Regions from separate parts of the Mus musculus genome. Here regions 1, 3 and 4 are each linked to region 2. The links are chromatin contacts, called in public promoter capture Hi-C maps. All regions are on one chromosome and are shown on one strand. The core of a region is the stretch at or near the end of the contact, and the rest is flanking DNA. Distances in the headings are between cores, read along the strand shown. Region 1 holds the start of Cd47 (CD47 antigen (Rh-related antigen, integrin-associated signal transducer)). Region 2 holds the start of Cep97 (centrosomal protein 97). Region 3 holds the start of Bbx (bobby sox HMG box containing). Region 4 holds the start of Dubr (Dppa2 upstream binding RNA).

Region 1 (3,635 bases), core at 669-3,168, 6.1 Mb after region 2:
GCATGCTTTCATGTGTGTTCTTTCGAACCTACATATGATACACAAACAAAAGTCCATCTTATCTTTGACAAACATTATCAATTGCTGATTTACAAACATCTAACGACCCCAAACCATAATGCCTGTATTTTGGGTTTGTTTTTCTTTCCTAGTCAATAGCAAACACAATAAAAATAGTGAAAGTTCTGAATTTTGCAACTCCTTATAGAACCAAATGTACTAACATTGTACAAAATGAGCATTAATGAATGTGATCATAATTATCGCTAACAAAGGCCTACCACAATTCCTATCACCAAAACTACAATTCTAATAATTTTGCTTTTTAGTCTACTTGAGAATTAGGCTTAAAAAAAAACATAATATATGGCTTAGACTTTTCACTCTTCAGACAAACAAGATTCACTGTCCATGGTCTGAATCAGTAGCATTTTATAACAGATTTGTATCTGGCTCAATATGAAAGCTCTCTGATTATACAACAGGTATTTGAAAACAGTGTTATAATGATAACGATGGTAACAAGCACAGTAAAAACGACTAAAATCAGAAAACATCCAATACCAACAATTTAGATAACACAGGTCTTTATTATTATCAGCTACAACACCCAGGATGATTGGGAGAGGGAAGTGGTGGGCAGGGTATTAAGGGCATCTTGGAAATAGATCCCAAACACTGGCCTTTATAAGGCATTGTGAGGTTAACCATCAGTTTAAGGTTCAATTAATTTAGCATCCATCCTAAGACAAATTTAACATTTGCTGTTATCCTGCTGCAAGTCTGTTCCGATTCTTACCAAAAGTTCGCAGAGGAATCTGCAGATATGAAGCTTGCCGGGCGGTATATGGTCACAAAAATTCCTATTCTTCCCTCGGCTTTTTACAAAGGAGGTACGCGTTCATAAACAGCAAAATACTTTACAAAAGAGGAGGTGCATCCCTGGCAATTACTGTCTTTAGACCACTGGCAATATCTGGGCAAATCTTAAAATACGTTTGCTCCAAGGAAGAGGGAAAAAAAAAACTTTAATCTACAATAAGGAATATATTAAAGTGCTGGCAAGGGAGGGGGGTAGCGGGGGTGTCACGAGAAGTGTTTCCAGGAAGCTTGTTTTGAGGATTCAAAACAACAACCACAAAAATACGCGGTCAGAGGGAGGGAAAGAAAAAAAAAGCTTCGATAAAAGCTGGGTGGGAAATAAAACTTGGGTCCACCGTGTTCTCTCTGCTCCAGTGCTTACGCGGTAGGGCAAAAAGCCTTTCTGGTCGACTTCACCAAAATGCGCACTTCATCACAAGAGGCCCGGGCCTCCCACTCTAGTCCTTCAACCCCAAATGCTGCGTGAAAGCTCTGAGAAAGGAGAGGGGTGCAAGAGGAGGGGATGGGGGGGGCGGCAGCTGCCCCCTCGCTTTCTTTGCAGTTGGGGTTTTGCACAGTTGCGGTTGTTCCCAGTTCTTCCTACGTGTGCGCACTGGAGAGTGAGGAGCTTCAGCCCGCTCTCCCCGGGGGGGAAAGGGACTAGGGAAGGAGAGCAGAGGGAGGAGGCAGGGGCGCCGATGCCCCGCCGGGCCCTCCCACAGTGGCGCTCCGGGTGCGCAGGGCCCGCGCATCCCGCCACCCCTCTCCTCTTCTCTCTGCTCTCCTCCGGGCGCCGCCTGGCCGGCGGGGGTGCAGCCCACACTCCTGCGGGGGCGCCTGGGTGCTGCGCACCAGCCTGAGAGCCGGGATCCCCGAGCCACTCACCGCAGCAGCAGGAGCCCAGCAACAGCGCCGCCGCCAAGGGCCACATCTCCGCGCCGCCGGGGGGTCGCCGCCGCAGGTGTCTGGAGCAGCCGCCGCCTCCGCTGCTGCCTTCAAGGGAAACGACCGACCAGCAGCGCCGCAGCAGTGACAGGCAGGAGCGGCCGCCCAGGCTGCCCGGGGGTGCGCGCGCGCGCGTGCTCGCCGCCCCGCGCACGCGCACTCCGCCCCGCCTGGCCGCCTCTGCTCGTTGACGTGACGCCAGCCTCACACCCAGCCCTGGGCAGGCTCCGGCGGAGAGCGCCAAGAATCAGCCTGTCCCCGGGGCTGCGCGGGTTGCACTCTCTGCTCACGGCCCCCGTCCCTCCAGCCAGCTCTCTTCCGGCTTCGTGTCCTGGGCCGGCCTGAAAGACGGGAGCATGGGACACACACGCTCACCGGAACTCACGGCACGCGTCCCTGCGCAGCCCCGCTGCTCTCTACTCCCTCTGGCCAAGCTCGCCCTGGACCTCGGAGCCGCCCAACCTCAGTCCAACTCCTCCTCCCTGCTCTCCCGGTGTAGGCGCTGCTTCTGCTTTCACCATCTTCCCTCCCAAGGCGCGCAGCCCTGGAGCCGCAGGGCTGGGCGGAGAGAGGGCGCTGTGACCAGGTCCTGGCCCCCGAGGAACTCCTTCCCTCTGGCTCCCCCTGGCCCTGATCTCTCCCCGGTCTGACTTGTTCCAGAAGTGGACCTCCTTATCTGTTTTTCTTTCTTTGTTGGCTAATGTTTTCATCCCCCAAGCAGGGTTGGGCAATCAAGTTCCATGCATAATGAGCAGTTTAAAACCACGAAGGAGAAAGGGTGACAGACACAAGGATTGTGGCAGACAGGCCCCGTGTGAGTAAACAGATCCTTGACGCTATCGGCAATATTGGGAAACTGGCTTATGTCTGCATCCTTGTGTAGACCTCTGACCTGTTTGAGTTCAGTTCTTGAATAGGTTTAAAAGTGTAGCTCTAAGCCACTCTCTTCACCCTGAGGCAAAGGTCCTTTGACTAAAAGGACTTGATCTCTGTAATAATGGGTGCCCATTCTGGGTGATATTCTCTGAGCTGAGCTAAAAGACTATCACACTATTTATTGCACTTCTTAAAGTCTTCTACCCCATTTCCTTCTCAATAGCCAGTGTAGCAGCAATCCAATTCAGGATAAAACTTGCCACTGTCTATGATGCTGTGACAGTGTCCTTATTTCATGATTATTTTCCTAAGGAAATAACCACTCCCTCCCAGATAGGGTACCAACAACAAACTAAAGTAGGATTCCACCGAAGTCAGTCTTGGACCAAAAGGTTTCTTGAGCTTGCTATAAGTTACTTCCCACCCAGCAGCGCAGAAGATCTGAAAGCAACCACACCTAAAAATTTCACCGCAGCATGAATTCCCCGTTCTTTTGATACCCTTCTATAGTCGGCATACTCTAGCACCTACTTAGGGGTGTCTGAGAGGTGCAAGAGGAAGTAGCTAGAATCTCAAGTAAGGGTTCAATGACCCTCCTGTCACTCTCCTTCCTGGAGGAAAGATCCACAGTCAGCACATCCTATCTTGAGAGTCACAAGTAGTCACCACTGTTCTGAGGAACATGATTGCTGTTACGCTCAGAGAATAGCACTCAACAAACATCCCTTAGTATACAACTGTGTGTGTGTCTGTGTGTCAGAGAAAGAGAGAGAGAGAGAGAGAGAGAGAGAGAGAGAGAGAGAGAGAGAGAGATTTCCTCCACATTATCAATTCTTTAAACCCCAAAAGTTCCCTTTCCCCCCCACCCCCATTGATCTAGATGATGTGTTAATGTGACTTAAGAGTTCTGATGGTTAAGGTTTTCAATGGCAGACCAGATACCCTCCGACTAT
Region 2 (3,873 bases), core at 309-2,808:
TTAATTTATGCACTGGCTGCTCTTCCAGAGGTCCTGAGTTCATTTCCCAGCAACCACATGGTGGCTCACAACCATCTGTAATGGGATCTGATGCCCTCTTCCGGTGTGTCTGATGTGTGTGTGTGTGTGTGTGTCTGATGTGTGTGTGTACATGTGTACTTGTTTTGTTTTTAGACAGAATCTCTCTGTTGCATAGCTCAGGCTATGATTAAACTCACTATGTAGACCAAGGTGGCCTTGAACTCACAGACATCCTCCTGCTTGCCTCTTCCAATATCTAACAATATATAGTCTTCCTCCCAACTGATGGGATTAAAATTTGGGCCACCACGACAGGCTTGCTTTGTTTTCAGACATATAAAGTTGTAAGACTGTTCTCCAAGTAAGGTGTCTACTGGTTAAAATGAAGGGGGGAATTCTTATTGTTTCTTCAGAAATAGAAAAGTATCTTTAGACTAAAGCAATGGGAAACAGAAAGGTCTTTAAGGGCAGTGATGCCAAAGGGAACCAGGAAAGAGGAAATGCTCTTAGAATTTTGAGCCTGAAAAGCTAGAAGCACCAAGTTACTGAATTTTCCTGAACAGGAATCCTCAGACTTCAGAGAGAGCCTTATAGCGAGTCATTCTATAGAGAAGCTAAAACCCTTTAAAATTAATTCAGACTTGTCAGAATGGGTAGCGGCCATAGAGACTTCTAGCAATGAGTTCTCAACATCAGTTTGTTTTAAACAATGTCCTTATAATGTGCCAGGTGGTAAAAGTGTTGAATTTCTCGAACACCAAGAGTAGCTTTTAGTACGTTGAGCAGTTGATGAAAGAAAGTGGAGCCCCCTTTGTACGATTGAGTTACCTTGTAAACCCTAGCTTAATTTTACTTCCCCTGTCAAGTTTTGTCCAAAGATTGTAATTTCTAGTTCCCGATTACCGAGTTCATAGTTAAATCAAAAAAAGATCAGCCTGTGCCCTCCCAACCAGGTAAAGTAAGTATTCCTGACTCTGGAAACTATTTTAAACTTTTTTGAATACTCTGGAAAAAGTTCTGGGTACATATGTATCAAATATACTCCTTGACCAAACTGTTCAATGTGTAAGAACCACCATTTAAAACAAAAATATCAGTTTCTGAGGCTTTAAATCTATTTAATTAGGTAAGATTGGGTAAATTGCAAATATAACGTATCCATTTGACTATGTCAAAATATTTCACTGTCATTCCTATAGAGAAGCTAAAACCTTTTAAACTTAATTCAGAATTGTCAAAATGGGTAGCTGCCATAGAGACTTCTGGCAATGAGTTCTCAAATTCAGTTTTAAACAACGTCTTTATAATGTGCCAGGTGGTAAAAGTGTCGAATTTCTCAAACACCTGGCCCTGGAGTGAAATGGTTTATCTAACAATACAGCTTGCTCACCAGATCAACTTTAGGTGTCAACCCGGGTCTTCTAAGCTTTACCTCCCACATTGTAGCCAGCAAGTCCCATCAGGGAGCCAATTGGGTCGAGTGAGTGCTGTGCATCCTGGGAGTTGTAGTTTGCAGCGCCCCACTGCTGACTACATGCTCTACAGAACGGCAGAAGACGGTTGCCTGGTGTCATTAGCAAGCGGCAAGTATGGCGGTGGCGCGAGTCGACGGGGCTCTGGCTCCGGGAGAAGGTACGATGATCCCTACCCCTAAATTCCAAAGTTTACTTCAGTATGTCATATTAAACAGTTGCTTGGTGTAAAGAGAAAGCCTGGGTTTAGAGGTGCAGTTTTGGACCAGTTCTTTTGATGAGGGGCTGTAAGCAACACGGAGGCGCACTTCCTACTGGGAGTTGTAGTCCCGCTGTCTGGTCCAGTCCCGCAACATTACTGTGAAGGCTGAATGAGGGACTTCAGTCCCCAGGAGCCTTCGCGGTGCCCGGCGCCCCTGTCCCGCGCTCTCCTTAGCCTGACTGGGGGCAGTGGGCTTCGGACTGCGGTGACCTTTCTGGGACGTTTACTTTGAGTTCCGAGTGCCCACAGGAAATTAGTGCAGCCTTTTTATTTCCCGTGCCTCTCCTTCTCGTCCGAGAACGTTCAGGAAGCATCTCATCTGAAACCGCATCACAGTCTGCTTGAACTCTTCTTTGGAAGTGACCAGTAGCCGTGGTAGAATCTGAGAATGACCCAGACACGCGTTGCTCCCCGATCATTCTGCAGGCCGGGTCCCGGGGTCGAGTTTGGTCTTTGTTTGGCAGAGCCCAGGTTGGGGGGTGCGCCTGTGCTTGGGAGATGCCTCCGTGGGGCGCCGACCTCAGAGCTTTTGTTTTGGTTACACTCTGAGGCGTGGTAGCAGCTGGCCCGATTGGGGCAGAGCAGGGTAGGTAGAGTTGAGGCTCATAACCCGGAGACCCTTGAGTTCCTACGGGAAGGAGTTCGGCTAAAACATGTGTCGACACTTAGGAATTGTGTGCGGACGCTAGGTGCGCTTTTCCAGGACAGTCTAGTTTTCATCTCGAAGAAGGGGCTCACGACGCCTCACGTGATAAGAAAACCGAAAAGCATTGAAACCCTCTAGGAGCGCAGAACCGAAAAATTACATCCCAAGGTAGCTCCAGTCTGATCGAAAAATTGAAATTGGCAGTTACTCAGGCCCCGCCCACTCTGATAGCTTCTTTTCTCAACCTTCCTAGCTCACCGAGAACAGCAGCAATAAGCACTTACAGAGCCATTCTCCCCGCCCCCAAAGAGCCAGATGATATTTTGGATGCCTTTCTCCCATTATCTCATGTTTTTATGTAGAACAATGTTTATATTATATTCTCACTCTTTTTCTTTTTTCTTTTCAAAGCCATGGTCTCATTATGTAGCTGTGACTGATCAAAAACTCAAAGAAATCCTCTTGCTTTTGCCTCTCCAGTGCTGGGATTAAAGGTGTGAGCTGTGCTGTGCACGTGGCTCATCCACTTTTTTTTTTTTTTTTTAAAAAAAACAACTTTATAGTTTTTAAAAAAGATTTATTTATTTATATGAGTACACTGTAGCTGCCTTCAGACACACCATAAGAGGTCATCAGATGGTTGTTAGCCACCATGTGGTTGCTGGGAATTGAACTCAGGACCCCTAGAAGAGCAGTCAGTGCTCTTAACCACTCTGAGCCATCTCTCCAGCCTTTTTTTTTTTTAAGATTTATTTACTTTATGTATGTGAGTACACTGTCACTGTCTTCAGACACACCAGAAGAGGGCATCAGATCCTCATTACAGATGGTTGTGAACCACCAAGTGGTTGCTGGGAATTGAACTCAGAACCTGGACGAGCAGCCAGTGCTCTTAACGGCTGAGCCATCTCTCCAGCCCATTGTTTTTCAAGACAGGATTTCTCTGTGTAGCCCTGGCTGTCCTGGAACTGGTTCAGAAAACTAATCTGGCCTTGAACTCAAGGAGATGCCTTTGCCACGGAGTGCTGGGATTAAAGGCCACCACTGCCTAGCTGTTTTGTTTTGTTTTGTTTTTTCAAGACAGGGGGGTCTCAGTATGTAGCTCTGGTTGTCCCAGAACTCACTAGATAGACGGAGCTGACCTTGAAAGTGAAGAGAGGTTGGCACTTTAAAAATCGCCTGGCTGTCATCTATGTCTTGTAGAATAGAAAAGTTAACTCAAAGAAGAAATGGAGAGGGGAGAGGCTAAGAGAGTGACTCTTGGAGGAAAGACATGGGAGGACACAGCGAGGAGTCAGCCAGCCTCTAGGAGAGGGGTCTCAGTTATCAAACCTGCCAACACCTTAGTTTTGGGTGTTTCAGACTTTGAAAAATAAATGATAAAAAGAGAAGGAAACTTGTCTGAAGTGATTAAAAGGGTGGGGGGCTACAGTCTGGATTTGTGATTAGCTGGGGTTGGGGGTGGGAGTGTG
Region 3 (3,815 bases), core at 222-2,721, 5.5 Mb after region 2:
TCTAGTGATTTCCAGGCTAGGCAAGGCCACTCAGTCAAACCTTGCCTCAAAAAACAAAAACAAAACCACCCCCCCCCCCAAACAAACAAACACACAAACAAAAAGTCCAAAACCCAAAACCAGAACAGAAAGGTTTTCTTACTCGGTTTACTTTTAAAATTTAGGCTATCAGTTAGACTATAAAAATCATACTATTTAATCTTCAAAACTGTTTGTATTTAAGATTCTTGAAAATTTTGGATCCTGGTCAGAAGGAACTCCAGGAAAACATCTGGGACCTAGAATAGTCCCAGTGAGTTGTAGATGCTGAATAACCATTTAATGAAGGCAATCTTGGGAAAGCTTATTTTAATCTTTAAATAAAAACTAAAATCAACTCTAAGAATGAAGGAGACTAAAAGAACTCATATGCTCAAAAGATTGCTCAACTAGTTAAAAACTTGTGTGTGCATTTTATTCTGTTTTAATTCCTAGGTTCGGTTCTTTCTAAGTATCCCTTTGACTTGTTTATATCAAACTGTTAACAAGATCTGCCAAAGATACAGCATAGTAAAAATATCATTAAAACTAGATCTCGCTTTCATTGTCTCTAGAAATCACCCACCATAGAGTAGTCATATACAGCGGGAAATACATAAAACAAAGGATGTGTGTGCGTGTGCGTGTGCGCGCGCGCGCGCGCGCGTGTGTGTGTGTGTGTGTGTGTATTATAAATCTTGGCTATATTGAACCAAGAGGTCTATTTCTAAGGCAGACTGTCGATTGTCATTTTCCCACAAGGTGTGTAATTTCAGCACACCTTGTGTACCCATACAGGTGATTGCCCTCTGACTTTCAAGTGCACATTCGGCTACTTTAGCATAAGGTTTATCTTTGTTTCTGCCTGTTGTATTGATTTTTTTTCTTACTTTCTGAATTTGCTTGCTAACGAGGCAGTCACAATCTCAAAGCATTCTAGTCTTGATAAACTTATCTCGCACTATTTTGGCCTATGTGATGGCTAACCCATTGACAAAAGAAATCTAAGCTGATAAAAGCCTTTCTCGGCCACTTGTTAGCAGGCCGGGCTGTAAAATCATAACACAATGCTCGCCTCTTTCATGGGGCACCACAAGGCAGCGATCAAACCCATCCCTCCTCACTTCCATATCCAGTGGAGTTGTAGTTTATTACCATAACCCTCCCAAGTCAAAAGGACACCAGTTTCAAGCCTGGCAACTTGGTATAGAGAGGGCTTCCTTCCTGACCCCTACTCTGCTGGGCCTCACTACCTGTCTTCGCCCACTGTCTACAGGTCCCGAACATTAGAAAATAGAAAATGTGATGATCTTTGTGTGTCTCTGTGAAATGTGTGTATGTGTGCGTGTGTTTGGGTGTAACGCGCCTCCTGTTTGGCTGCGCCGCCCGTCCGTCACGGCGCGGGCCAATGGCAGGCTGCCTTATATAAAATGAGTGTTTTCAGTCTCTCCGGGTTGCATGTACTGTATGTGGAGCAGTGTACAGTGGAGCGGAGGCAGCGCGGCTCCGCAAGCTCCTCTCCACTTTCCCATAGAGAGCCCCTGACTGGCCGCTGAGGGCGAGCCACACACACGCCCTCGCGCCGCGGCGAGCCCGCGAGGTAGGCGCCCGCCATCCGCAGCCTTCGCAGGCGCTCTCCCGCACTTTCTGTTTTCCTACTCACTTGCGAGCCGCCGGGGCTGCAGCCCGAGGACTCCGCGGCAGGAGCGGCGGCAGCGGCGGCGGCAGCCGGTAGGGTGGACTTGAGGAAGGCGAGGGGAACCCGCGCGTCCGGAGCCCGAGCCGCCACCGGCCGGCGCCTCGCGGGCCACTTTCCCCTCAGCCAAAACTTTGGGTGGCGAGAGGTCGGGCCGAGGGTCGCGGCGGCCGCGCCGGCGGGCCCGGGCCGGGGGGCGCGCGGCGCTGCCCGGCGAGCGCGAGCTGGGGGCCGGGCTGGGGAGGAGTAGGCCAGCCGGTGCCAGGCTGCGTTTGCAGGCAGCACCTCTCGGCGCCCGGGCAGCGCCGCCCGAGGGGGCACGGAGCCGGGGCGCGGGGTTGAGCCGCCCGAGGAAAACAACAACGGAGCGGTCCCCTCACGCCGGCGGGCGGCTCGTGGCCGCCCCGGGAGCCCCAAACTTCAAGGAGGCGAAAGTACGTGGAGGAGCCCCGGGCAGGGCTCGGCTGCCGGGGGAGGTGGGGCCTGAGGAGCCCGGGGCAGGGGTGGAAGGTACGGGAAGGCTGCCCTCGGTGGGTCGGGGCTACATTTGGTGTGTGTGCGACGGTGACCGGGACCGGCAGCCCGGTTGCTCGTTCATCTGCAGAGTTAGGATTTGGGTGTTCCGGCCCCGAGATCGGTGTCCCCCTCACCCCCCACCCCCAGCCAAATGCGCGGCGAGTGGAGAAAGTGCTGTTCCAGTGCCAGAGTAGCCTGGAGGAAGAACAGGGGAGAGGGGAAGAAGGCGAAGAAGGCGAGAGAGGGAGAGGAGGGGAGGGGAGGGAAAGGGGAGAGGGAGGGGAAGAGAGAGAGAGAGAGAGAGAGAGAGAGAGAGAGAGAGAGAGAGAGAGAGAGAGAGAGAGAGAGAGAAACGGGAGGGAAGAGAGGAGGGGGGAGAGGACGAGGGAGGCTGTGTCAGGATTTTGCTTGAATGTGGGATTATGTTGTGTCAATAAGTTTAAGGTGGAGAGAGCGAGGCTGGGGGTGGTGGCGGTGGAGGGGAGGAGGAAGGCCTTGGCTGGTTAAAGACTCATTCTGAAGGTAAGTTATGGCATTGCACGGTCGCGATGACAGAAAACTTGCAGATCCTTTATCCGGGGATGGGGTCGATGCCTCTAGAAAGAGCTCCCCAACCCTCGGAAGCCACGCTCGTGTTACACTGTTATTTTCTGCGATCCGGGTCGCTAGTAAATTACAGAAATCAGACTGGAGGCTTCTTTCCCTCCTCCACCTCGAATCGCTCGCTCACCCTCAGAAATGTATTATTATTATTATTATTTTAAAATTTATTTTGGGGAGATCGCATGAAACTTAACGTAACTGAGACCGAACCGGATTCTTGTAATTTACAAGGACCCCGAATCCAGGAATCTGGAACACGTTTATGTGTGAAATACCCGCGATCATTTCTGCTAAATGAGGAAGGTAAAACGAAACGATGCAAAAAGCTAAGACACAACATGTACGACAGAGGAGGGGGGGGGGAGAGGGAGAGACACAGAGACAAGCTATTTTTTGCTTTCCTTTCTACAGAAAGGAAAATAAAGCGTGCATTCCCCTTCCTTCCCAGTGTGTAGGGTCTAGTCAATATTTTAACTGTCTGAGGACAAATTAGCCCAGGTGGATCTTGTTGAAAAGTTTCTCGAGGTGGGGTGGAGGTGGGGGGGGGAGGTAGCTGGAGGGGGAGGTGGGTGGAGGTGGTGGGGGATGGGGACCGAGCTAGCTCTGCCTCGGCTAATGGTCATTGGCCTGGGGCTTTGAAACCATTGCCTGTCCTGCTAATGACACGTCCAGTTCTCGTCTACCGGCCGTGGACGCCGGGCTGCTGTTCCTGGGGCTGGCTGGCGGGGACTGGGGTACTTTCCCTGCACGAGGAGGGGCGCTCTCGGCCATCCCTTGGGGCTGCCCACTCGCGGCGTGGGTTCCCCACGCGCGTCCTCTCCCCTGCGCGCCGCCGCCACCTCTGCTCGCGCGACTTTTGTAGCCAGTCTACGGCCAGGGGGCGCGGGGGTCCCCGCAGCGGACATCTCCGGGCGGCCACCCGGCACCCGGCCCCACGCGCGCCACGCCGCGCGGTCCAAGGCTGGAATGGCAGCGCGGGGCC
Region 4 (3,795 bases), core at 1,268-3,767, 5.2 Mb after region 2:
AATCTCAGTTGATTCTGAGAATTTCTAGAAAAAAAACCCCACAACAATAATCTTTAAGATCAGCTGAAGAATGTTCAGAATAAAAATGAGAGATCATCAATACAAACTAGGAACTGAAATAAATGCGTTTCAGTGGGAGAGGATATACCTGCAGTGACCTGAGGTGCCAGGGTACATTGATAAGAAAGGGAGACTCCCCCGCCCCACCCCACCCCCGCTCAGAGGGAAAGGTGAATGGGGAGGGGAGGGGTCATAAGAGAGGGGACTGGGAAGAGGGGTGATTGCAATCAGATGCAAAGTGAATAAATAAATGGTAAAAGAAATAAATAGCCAGGCATAGTGGCGCACACCTTTAATCCCAGCACTTGGGAGGCAGAGGCAGGCATATTTCTGAGTTCAAAGCCAGCCTGGTCTACAAAGTGAGTTCCAGACATCCAGGACTATACAGAGAAACCCTGTCTCAAAAAACAAAAAGCAAACAAACAAACAAAAAAAACAATAAATAAATAAGTTAATTATCCCACTCAAAAATATATTTAAAAACAATAGTTTTTTTCCCGCAGATTTATTTAATTTTATTTTTGACTAAGCAACATGAAACAAATCCTAATAGATTAACCACATTTGGCATTTTACTAGGGAAAGGCAAACCATCATACAATGCAGGATTCATCCTTTTCAGCCTGAAAGAGAGGAGGTGAGATAAAATATTGGGTAAGCAAATATACTATCATCTTTCACGTAGAAGATTACTGTTACCACAAATTGGCTTTTATTTTTCTCTCTTTAAAAAAATTACATATTTTCTAAATATTTTGTGGAAGAGTCAGAAGCCATGCCAAGCCAATGAGCATCCTGAAGCTCACAGGCTGCAGTCAGCTGGCTGCCTCAGAAGCTGTAAGGGCTCCCTGGGCAACGGTTGGTTTTCAGTCTGGAACAACACAGTGGGAACCACCCCGGAATAAGCCTGGGAGCTGACACGGGAGCTGATATCACCTCAGGAAGGAAGGACGCTCGCATGGAGACCCTTGGAGCTCTGTCAGGTAAGAAGAGCCAAGCAAGGGCAGTCTGAGCTTTAGTGGATAACGGCTACAATGACATAAAAGCAAGATGTTCTCCGATGACAAGCTCCTGAATCAGCAACAAATTAAACCTAACAGCAAGATATAAAATTACATACAGAAATTATGGTCGTCGTTTGGGGCAACAAGCACTCATGAGGAAGAAGAGATAGGATGAGGCTCTTTTACAGTGCAGATGCAAAAGGGACTACGCTATAAGCAAGACATGTAAGCATCCTATATGGAAAACACTAGAAAGTCTTGTTGAATGTCACAGAACTGGATTTTCAATAAAAGGAAAGATAAATTCCGTTCTCCAATGGGAAAGCACATCAAATTATTCTCCGTTTCTCCAAAAGTATTTTAATGAAGCTATATTCTATTGTTTATATGGGAAAAAATAATGTAAAAGCAAGCCGCAATGAGGCAGGCCTAAGCCCTTTCAGACATTGCAATACGCTGCACAGACTACAATTAAAAAGGATAAATTTCGAATATGACAATATCTAATCAATGTGGAAAAGAAAAATTATATAGATCAGGACTCATGTACAGTGTAGAAATTGACATAGGTGGTATCTCACATCCCTAGAAGTAAAGAGGAAAAGGAATTTTATAAAGTTATCTTGTTAGAATAGGTAGACAGTCATTTGAAAACCGAAAAATCATCTAGGTAAAATTTCCACCAGTCTTACCAATATGCAGAAACAGTCAAATAGAGAGAGTGAAGGATACTCTGGGAGGAGACCCATCCTAGTCAATGTCAAGAAAACAGCAAAGAGGGGGTGGAGAACTGAACTAAATGGAATGAAGACCGATAATTGACATCTAAATGTGTTATGTAATCAACTTAATCCTAGATTTAAATTCTACCAACAAACGATAAAGTAAAAATTGAATATTTTTTGGAACAACTGAGGAAATTAAATCATATTAACTCTATCAGATAGAGGTTACTAAACTTGTTACATTTCTTGACCCCTGCTGTATTTTAAGCCTGTAGTCAAATATGGGCACATACGTAGCAGAATTCGAGTATATTCTTGTTGCTCAGAATCAGGGAGATAAGAGGGGTGGAGATTGAAGCTGCCACCCAGAGACTAGAAATCGGGGATGCTGCAAAATACTAAGTCACTTCACCTTATGGACACATTGTATGATCACCTAGCCCGAATCTCTACCACCACGGGTGCTTGAGAAACCCCGATGGAGAAAAATCGCTTATTCTGAGAAACTAGGTTGAAGCACAGGATCTCGCCGCTTACACAGGTCTAGTATGGATGTTATCTCTGGGGGAAGGTAGACACTGTTCACAACTAATTCAGAATCCAGTGTGTGTTCTTCCGCCCACAGCACCAGCGGCGACTGGTTCCTAGCCGCAGCTCAGCCAGCAGCCAAAGCTAAGCGGTGGGCGTGACCTGCTCTGTGGGAGGAGCCTTAAGGTAGGCGGGACGTGGACCGGCACCGCGCGTGCGTAGAGCTGTCAGCCGCACCCAGGCCGCGCTTCTAGCAAAGTTGCAAAGCAACGGGCAGACCTGTCAGAACGGTGAAGATCCCGGCGATGGAAAAAAGGCGAAACTGCTCCGCGTAGGCTGCTCGGAGTGGCATCGCACCTTGTTCGAGTCCGAAGAAGTTCCCGCTTCTCTAAGCCGGCTGAAGGGATGCGAGTCTCCTCTTGTCCCAACGGGACTGTGTCCTGACACAGAGTGGACTCCGCCCCAAGAGTGCGAGCGTCCTGAGCGTTCAGGGCATCCTGAGCCGCGGAAGGCATCCGGCCACACCCCGCTCTTTACCCGCCAACGCCAGCCCAGGTAAAAAGAAAAAAACTTTACGTGCTTTAAGATTCCTCTGGAGAGTCGCCAATTAGAGAGTTACCAGTTCTGTGACCACCCCACCCCCGCCCCCCAGGAAGAGCGAAATCTGTCACGTACTCATCTTTCACAACCTTGCATAGGAGGAGGAAACACCCACTCACGGCCGCCGGCCTTAAACGCTTGCAGATTTGCGATGGCAGGCAAATCCTTCACTTTCTGGGAGCTGGCGCCGCGTCTCTGGTGCTTGCAGAAAGGATCCAGTTTCTGTAAGGATGCCCAGGCTTCGATTGCACCTGGTTCTGAACACCAGCCCAGGAATCCCACGTACCTGTTTGCGCCTCCTCCCCTGGCCGGTTACCAGTCAAGACCGCCAGGAACCTCTTAGAACAGTAGCCAAACCGGCTAGTCTTTTATTCTGAATCGGTCACTTTCCGTGGCTAGTAAAGTCCAACACTTTGGATAAATTGGCTTAGTGTAAAAAGGTAAACTATTGTGTTTTGATAATGTCTCTTTTGCTGTGATATGTCCAGTGTGATCATTTAAAACATACTGAAAAGTGTATAGAAGAATGTTGAAATTCTACATAATCCCAACAAACTTAAAACAACTTGAAAAGCTTTATGTATGCTTTTAACCCTCTTTTTTTTTCAGTGCTCACTTGGTAAGACCACTTACTGAACAACTAGGTTGTTGAAGCTGTTTAACATTTGTTGAAAAACAGCACAGAAAATAGTATGCCGATTACAAATGCAGTTCAGTACTTAAACAAACATACTCTGGCAACAGTCTAGATGATATAATCTAGTACAAGCCTCCTTCATCGCAGTCCGTAACAAAGAAAGCACACTCATGCTAAATATAGACACTGCCTTAGCATTAAGTATTCTAATTGTTCTTTCTGTCATAATAGTTATCCATCC

What was found. Promoter capture Hi-C pulls out the DNA fragments that hold promoters and counts their contacts.
Region 1: a promoter capture Hi-C map of pre-B cells shows a contact between it and region 2. The contact joins the promoter of Cd47 here to the promoter of Cep97 in region 2. A contact is called at or near these places in 2 of 39 promoter capture datasets (cranial neural crest and pre-B cells) and 1 of 484 Hi-C or Micro-C datasets (B cells).
Region 3: a contact with region 2 is called in a promoter capture Hi-C map of pre-B cells. The contact joins the promoter of Bbx here to the promoter of Cep97 in region 2. A contact is called at or near these places in 3 of 39 promoter capture datasets (cranial neural crest, pre-B cells and second pharyngeal arch cranial neural crest).
Region 4: a contact with region 2 is called in a promoter capture Hi-C map of pre-B cells. The contact joins the promoter of Dubr here to the promoter of Cep97 in region 2. A contact is called at or near these places in 3 of 39 promoter capture datasets (cranial neural crest, pre-B cells and second pharyngeal arch cranial neural crest).

The regions. Positions count from the first base shown.
Region 1 is chr16:49,853,944-49,857,578 of GRCm38.p6, reverse strand. It overlaps Cd47 (CD47 antigen (Rh-related antigen, integrin-associated signal transducer)), which reads right to left and starts at 1,918. Exons shown (of 9, transcript NM_001368415.1): 1 at 1,747-1,918. The coding sequence starts at 1,792. It also overlaps Gm4633.
Region 2 is chr16:55,932,533-55,936,405 of GRCm38.p6, reverse strand. Cep97 (centrosomal protein 97) reads left to right here and starts at 1,558. Exons shown (of 11, transcript NM_028815.4): 1 at 1,558-1,653. The coding sequence starts at 1,611.
Region 3 is chr16:50,430,045-50,433,859 of GRCm38.p6, reverse strand. Bbx (bobby sox HMG box containing) reads left to right here and starts at 1,471. Exons shown (of 17, transcript NM_027444.3): 1 at 1,471-1,618.
Region 4 is chr16:50,731,495-50,735,289 of GRCm38.p6, reverse strand. It overlaps Dubr (Dppa2 upstream binding RNA), which reads left to right and starts at 2,517. Exons shown (of 2, transcript NR_028300.1): 1 at 2,517-2,872.